Linked DNA regions of Mus musculus: region 2 is linked to region 1. The links are chromatin contacts, called in public Hi-C maps. All regions are on one chromosome and are shown on one strand. The core of a region is the stretch at or near the end of the contact, and the rest is flanking DNA. Distances in the headings are between cores, read along the strand shown. Region 1 has its middle 82 kb from the start of Gm52302. Region 2 holds the start of Plcl2 (phospholipase C-like 2).

The links. A called contact is a pair of places that touch in the nucleus more often than the background predicts.
Region 2: a Hi-C map of the N1E-115 cell line shows a contact between it and region 1, with 7 times the contacts expected there. The contact joins the promoter of Plcl2 here to the enhancer-like site in region 1. A contact is called at or near these places in 9 of 39 promoter capture datasets (the C10 cell line, the HPC-7 cell line, HPC-7-derived erythroid cells and 5 more), 6 of 484 Hi-C or Micro-C datasets (B cells, the N1E-115 cell line, cerebral cortex and 2 more), 7 of 115 datasets of contacts at active chromatin or transcription factors (T-cell acute lymphoblastic leukemia, acute myeloid leukemia, astrocytes and 4 more) and 2 of 9 other capture datasets (liver and macrophages).

The regions. Positions count from the first base shown.
Region 1 is chr17:49,950,412-49,954,001 of GRCm38.p6, reverse strand. No RefSeq gene overlaps it. Among named protein-coding and RNA genes, the nearest start is that of Gm52302, 82 kb to the left of the region's middle. Within about 2 kb of position 2,046, at least 35 of the 459 cell types and tissues checked have an H3K27ac peak or open chromatin away from gene starts, as enhancers often do. A contact at or near this core is called in B cells, the N1E-115 cell line and embryonic forebrain, where this site is marked.
Region 2 is chr17:50,508,252-50,512,070 of GRCm38.p6, reverse strand. It overlaps Plcl2 (phospholipase C-like 2), which reads right to left and starts at 2,524. Exons shown (of 6, transcript NM_013880.3): 1 at 2,134-2,524. The coding sequence starts at 2,463.

The sequences.
Region 1 (3,590 bases), core at 797-3,296:
AAAGTACTAGAAGTGAATGCTGCAGGCATACTGAATGGAAGCATCTAGATTCCAAAGAACACATGCCCTTTGATTGAAGCCATGTGGTGTGTAAAGACCGGCAAAATTACTCTGTCATGTTAGAAAGCAAGTGAGCAGTCACGCTTTCTTTACACCGGTGCTGATGGCACCCGTGTGTCTACTTTGTAAACTCTTGGAGCCGTCCTCACAGGTACTGAGTACTTTTGTTTGTAAATTATCCTCTGGGGGGGGGGGGGGGGGAGAAACAGAAAGGTTCTTAGCACTTCATTTTCCCTGGCTGGTTTTGTGCGATAAGCTCACAAAGTATCCAGACCAGCCTTGAACTCACTGTATATCCCAAGGCTGGCCCCAGACGTGGCCTTCTCCTGCCTCAGCTCTGAATGAGGGAACTACAACCATGGGCAACCACACGCCTCTTTACTTTTTAAGAGCTAAACATTTTTTGTTCTTGTATCATTTTCTTGTGCCAGTTTTTAAATACTTCTTTGCTAAAAAAAAAAAAAAAAATCCACAGCTTTTCAAGAAAAATTTTTTTTTTTTCTGGGACTGGAGAGATGGCTCAGTTGTTAATAGCACTCTGGCTGCTTTTCCAGAGAACTGGAGTCCAATTCCCAGCACCCACATGGCAGCTCACAACCATCAATAACTCCAGTTCCAGAAATCCAATATGCTCTCTTGGCCTCTGCAGGCGTCAAACACACAAGAGGTGCACAGAGACATGTGCCCCCAAAACACCCATACACCTAATTCTTTTTTAAATTATGTGGGTTATTTTTCCATCTCTGTGTTAAATGTGCATATGTGTGTTCTGTGCTTGCAGCCTGGTGTGTGAGTAGAGGTTAGAGGTCCTTCTGCCATATGTGTTCCAGGGCTCAAACACAGGTCTTCAGGCTTGGTGACCAGCAGTCTTAGCTCCTGAGTCATCTTGCAGACCCCTAAACTTCCACATTTAATATGTTATATTATCTTGGTCTGTTCCCTTTATGCGAACTCTAAGAATAGAATGTGCGCTTCTTAAGCATTTCATTGAAGTATATTTAGTGCTAGGAGACTAGTCCGTCCAATTAATGAAGCTTTGTTAATTTAGCTTGCCATGCGATAACATGTAGGAACGGCTTGGCATGAAGCAAGCATGACAGCTTTGGTGGCCGTGTATGAAGAGAGCGTCAGGTAACTTAGATCCTAATAGGCAGGAGAAGACAAACAATAAACATATCACTAAGGTGGTGAGACAAGTAAGAACTGGTCAAAGTAGCCTTTAGATAAAAGACTCGTTTCTTACTGATATGTTGTGGCAACCTTGAGAATGAACGCATTACTGGCTATTTCCCCTCCAGTCAGGAAGGTCTCCTTCAAGCTCATGCAAAACTTATGCATTTTTCTCTATCAGATTTGCTTCACCGAAAATAGCATGTTAATCAGAGAGAGAGAGAGAGAGAGAGAGAGAGAGAGGGAGAGGGAGGAGGGGGGAAGAACTTATTTATTCTGGGCATTCTTCAGCATACAGCTGTCTAATACAATATTTTGGTCCCAGCAGTACACAAGACCTCTGGATACACACCAGCTGGATTAGGGAGAGTTTTTCCATGTACTGAAATTCTCACCAAGTTCCTGCAAAGGCAGAGACAATGGGTGAGGACAATGACAGGAAGCCGAAAAGGCCAACCAAGTCTCACTTGCACAAGAAAAAGCTCATTTGGAATTGAGAGCGTGCTGCGGCTCCGTGAAAGAATGTTTGTTTTCAAGCACGTGCACACACACAGAGCCCCGGGTTTGAGCCCTAGCGCCACACTGAAGGGAGTCTCCTTATAATCAGTCCTCTAAGCAAATCCTCTTTCAGTTATTCCTCCCCATGAACCCTTCCCCACACGTGGCCGGCTCCTTTCCGACTGTTCCTCCTTGGCTGTTAGCCATCTCCCGAAACACCCTCCACATTCGCATTCTGCCACCCACGGCCCCTTGCTGTCTGACCACGGTGATTCGCCTTATGGTTCCGCGCAGCCAAAAGCTAGAATGATACAATTATGTGACTTGGGACCTGAACCCTGTTAAATTCAGTCTGTGAATAGTAGCGGGTGGACATTGTTCCGCTTAACGTTTTAGACACCTACTGCTAGAGTAAACGTTTTTACAGTAGAATAAGTCTTTAGAGACCGTGCTGTGTAAATGGCCTGTTTCTCAACTCAACTAGAAAACAAAGAAAAGTCAATTCTCAAAAGCTGCTCTTTTTCAAATTCTAAGACCTAATTGTGTTAACAGTAATCGTGAGCAAGAGCGCCACCTCCTGGCAAAAGTCATTTAAAAACTAAAACTACCAGTGCTGCCTTTCAAGCCGCAGCGCAGGGACAGTCCTTGAACTAAAGTATTGGAAACAGCGACATAGGCAGGCGAGATGGCCTCTTAACTGCATACATATATCATGTGCTATCCTCTCTCCCAGTAAATACATACATGTAATAACAATTTTAAATAAAAAAATCACTACCTGCTTTTGTATGTTCAAGGGCTTCAGATAGTATACTTTTTAAAAAAGATTTTTCTTTTATTTTTAATTGTGTATGTGTATTTGTGGAGGTTTTCACACTTGAGGGCTGGAAGGGGGCTTTGGACCCCCTGGAGCTAGAGTCCTGGGCTGTTGTGAGCCACTCAACATGGGCACTGGACTTAGGTCTTATACAAGAGCAGCAAGTGTTCTTAGCCACTGAGCATCTCTCCAGTACCATATCTACATTTTAAAAAGGCTGCCGAGGTTGAACTGGGGAGTGTGTTTAGAAAACTGAAGTCTAGGATTCTGGTAGAGCGGTAGCTGCAGAGACAGATGGCAGAAGCGGGTAGCACAGGATATCTCCGGAGTCAGAGCCCTACTGCCTGCCTGTAGTTAGATAGGGCCTGAGCCACCGGGGAGAGAAGGAAAGATTCATGCCCCAAAGAGCAAGAAAGTCCTGAGGTAGCACAGAGCTGCAGAGCAGTCATGGCGCCTGCCATTTTAGACAAATCAAGGAAGCAACAGACCACTGTGCCTGGTAAGAAAACCTCAGAGGTGCACAGTACCACACACAGCTTTCGTCTTGCAATCAGTGAAACGGCTCAGGTATGATATATTATCCTGTTGTTTAATCTTGGGTAACACACAACACACACATAACTCACACATACATTATCACACATACACAGATACACAACACACAATACACACAAACATATACTTACCACACACATACATATACCACACACAATATACACATACATACAACACAAACACAACATACATACAGACTACATACAAACAACATATAACACACACAATGCACACATATCCACAGTACACACAATACACATATGCACAATACACACAACACACATATGCATACAACACACACATACACACAACATGCACACACAACATACACACACAGCACACGTACAACACACACATATGCATACATACACATACGTGCAACATATGTACATATACACCACACACACCTAGGCACACACCATGTATACACCACATACATACAACACACACATACCCACAACGCTCACACATAGCACACATATAAACACAC
Region 2 (3,819 bases), core at 1,275-3,774, 560 kb before region 1:
GCTAGGGTGGCCTTCTTTGGCTATTCTGCAGATACAATCAATTTTCAACACTACTTCCATGATTTTCAAGAATGGTTAAGACAAAAATAAGCTGAACATAATGACCAGAAAGGGGAATATGTCAAGCTGTCTTATGTGGTACAAGATACCAAGATATGACTGGTAAATCTAAAACCACCTGTTTCAGAAACTAACAAAAGTTAGAGAAAACACATACTTCCTTATCGTTCCTCGGACCCAACAGTAAGTAATTTATTGAGCACCTACTATGAGCCTCTAGCCCTGTGCATCTAGGGATGTAATGGTGGATAAAAAGTTAATTGGCTTCGTTGAGGAATAGAGAAAGATGAAACATAACTTTGAAACTCAGAGTTCAAAGTAAGCAGCACCACCATTCCTCAACTTGTTATTTCTGAAAAATTCACCATTTTTTCCATGTGCCTTTACAGGAATGGTCAGTCTTGACTCTGTAAGTCACAAATAGGCAAGCCGCACTTCTTTCCTGGCTCTCACAACTGTCACAGGGAACAACCCTACTGCTGTTACTGTCCTTCTCTGTGAAGCATGGCCTTTTAAATGTGAAAACTGGCCACCAAAAAAAATCCTTGAGGGGAAAGGTTGTTAAAATTACATAAACCGGTATATTATCTAAAACTTTCACATAAGGTGTTATTAATATCACAATGCAAATTCACCACAAATATTTAACCAATAAAAACAGGAATGTTGCATAGCTCTGCAAATAGGATCAATAATCATATATACTCGAAGACAACTTTCCTGGAAACAAACCACATACTAGAAGGAGAAGATATATCCATCACTAAGAGCTACACAAGCAGGAAAAAACGGACACCGCTTTTCTTGGTTTAAAAGTTAGACCATACACTTGATCTTTAGAGACAGGCAATGCACTTGATCTTTAAGCCCTTCAACTGTGCCCTGTCCACACAAAACCTGAGCAAGCAGATGACAAGGCTAGATGCAGTTTCACAACAGCCTCTTACACAGCACCAAAGTGGTCTGTTACACTAGATGGCTGCAGATGATGATAACCCAGAGGCACCTTCACAGTACTTGAGCATTTCTGAATTTCAAATACCACCAGTGTCAACTCTGTGCTGTTGGCACATTCTGACCTGTCTCCTAAGGGTTGTCAGCCACAAACAGGATGAGTTAGCACCAGACAGTACTCACTGGCCTGTCCTAAAAACTCCTTCATGTCTCAAAAAGCAACATTCCATATTTGCTCCATATTTGAACAAGCCAAATGGGCTGATCTGGCTCAAGGTTCTACTTTTCGTAGCTTATCAACTTTCTCTTTTCACTTCGAGTCACAAGAAATATTTTTATGTTGCAACTACACTGCAATGTTTGAAGGAAGCCACCATAAACTCTTAATGTCACCTCTTGAAATTTAAAATTCACAAAACAACTGGTGGCTTTCTAAATAGCACCATGAAAAACAAAACAAACAAAAACAAAAACAAGCAAAAACCATTCCAAAGAAACTTGCTAATTTGGAGAGGCCTGCTTATAGCAGCTAGGAAAGAATTAAATTGTGCGGAACTGTATTCTCTCAGAGCTTTTGAGGCTAAAAAAGAGGAAATCTGTGTTTATGTTCCCTTTCTCCGAGTAACTGAAGGAGAGGTATTTACATTCCCCAAATACAATCACTTGCAAGGGGCAACCAATTACCCAGTAGATTAGAAGAAATCTATTAAATAATATATGTTCATTGCCTGGGGTTTTGAGAAAATATTTTCACATGATCCCTGTCCTTTAAAATACAATAGAAACCTTACAGGGAGTGTGCCACCATGCTAAGCTGCCTCTGAAAAGCCTGTCCTACCCAGGCAGGTACAAGGCCATTTAATTCCAAGTCAATCTGGAGAGAGGTGACAGCCCCAAGTTGCTCTGGGGATGTCAGAGCACAGCACTCCTGCACACTCAGATCACCTCTCCATTCTTTCCCAATGCCATCAGCTTTCCAATCCCTGCTCCAGCACTCCAAACACCCCTACACCCTGGCTTCCCCTTCGCAGTGGGCTCATTTTGCATCGCCTCCTTCCGCCACAGCTTCTCCGGGGCGGGGAAAGCGAGCCCAAGGACGCGCGCGGGTCTCCTACTTACCTTGATGATGCTGCTCCGGCGGGGCAGGCCGCCCGGTTTGCTGTCCCTGGGGACCGGACCGGCAGCTGGGCTAGGGGTCCGCGCGAGCGCCACGCCTAGAGGTCCCCTGCCAGGGCTGGTCCGGGCTTCGTCCCCGGACACGCCGAGGCTGCAGTCTCCGTTGGAAACCCCGCCGCTGTCATAGCGCGCCCGCCCGTGGCCGAGGCGACCTCCCCCGCCACCACCTCCGCCTTCCCCGGCTCCGGCTTTCAGGGCGCCCTTGGCGCCTAGGGCCGGGCTCGGGGAGGTGGGCAGGGCCCCTCCTGCGGCGCCCCGGCCACACTCCGCCATGGGCGCCCCACGACCCGCCTGCACAAAGCCGCGTCCCCGCGTCCCCGCCGCCGCCGCCTCGGGCCGCTGCGCGCGGCCCCTCCTCCTCGCCGCCGCCGCCGCCTCGGCCGCTTCTTCCGCTTTTTCTTTTCTTTTTTTTTCTTTTTTTTTTTTTTCTTTCTCTTTTTGGTTGGGATGTGGCGCGTGCAGCGAGCTCGCCTCCGGCGCGAAGGACGTCGTGCAGGCGGAATTACCTCTGGGGTCCTGCCGGGGTCGGGGAGAGAGAGAGGAGAGAGGAGTCAGCTTGGGCGGCGGCGCCCCCGCTGCCGGCACCTGGGGAAGGAAAACACGCCCCGGCACACGCGCCGCTGCGGGCGCCAAAAATAACGCGCGCGCGCCAGCGCCCACCGCCGCGCGCCGCGTCCCCTCCGGCCCCGCGCTCACCGACGAGCGCCGCGTCCCCTCCGGCCCCGCGCTCACCGACGAGCTCGCGGCGGCGGGGCGCGAGGGACACGTGCGCCCACTCCGCGGCGCTGGCGACACGCGGAGGCGCGGCGCGCGGGGCTCCGGGGTTCCCGGCTCCGCCCAGGCCCGTCAGTCTCCCCCCCCCCCCCCACACCTTCAGGGCTCAGCCGAGGCCCAGGGCGGCTTCTGATGGCCCCCGGGCCCACCGCCACTTACCCGCGGCCATCGCCTCCCGGGCTTCGCGCTGCCCCCTACAGGCCGAGGGGACCCGTCCGGGCTCCGGGCACGGGCGTTGCGGTTGTGGTCGCTCTCCTAGGCCGGCTCAGCGAGGCGCACGCCACAGCCAGCTGTCAGTCACCTGAAGGCATCCCGAGGGGGACAGCGAACCCGCAGGCCGCGGGCGAGCTGAGGGTCCTGGGGCTGTGGTCTTGGCCGCTGCACCTCGCGTCCAGCTCCAGCCCTTCATTCGGAACCCGCTCCCTTCCCACCCTGCTCCCCCTGGGCTTCCTCAGTGGAGCAAACCCATTTCCCATACAGAAACCAATCCTCTTGCGTGTCCTTGGGCTGCTAAACTCAATGAGCACGACAGGTTGCCAGGATCTGGGGTAGGGATGGCATGGCTGGCAGGCGTTGAGAGACAGAAGACCTCCGCAGAGTTTATTTGGTGCCTCTGGGTTGTCCCACGGAGGTTTATCATTGTAGTCTGTGTCTTTCCTAAACCTGACACTAGAGAGACTTGCTTGTTCAACCCCTAGTGGGTACCATCCAAATCAGGACCATCGTTTGGGACAGGATCAAAAATCAATGATTAACATGTCGCTCTCATATGCAAATACTTTCCTTAAACCTCCATTCCTGGAGCCAAGGAAGAACGCAGGGCCACTGTGTAGCCTGGCAGAGCCATTGGCAGAA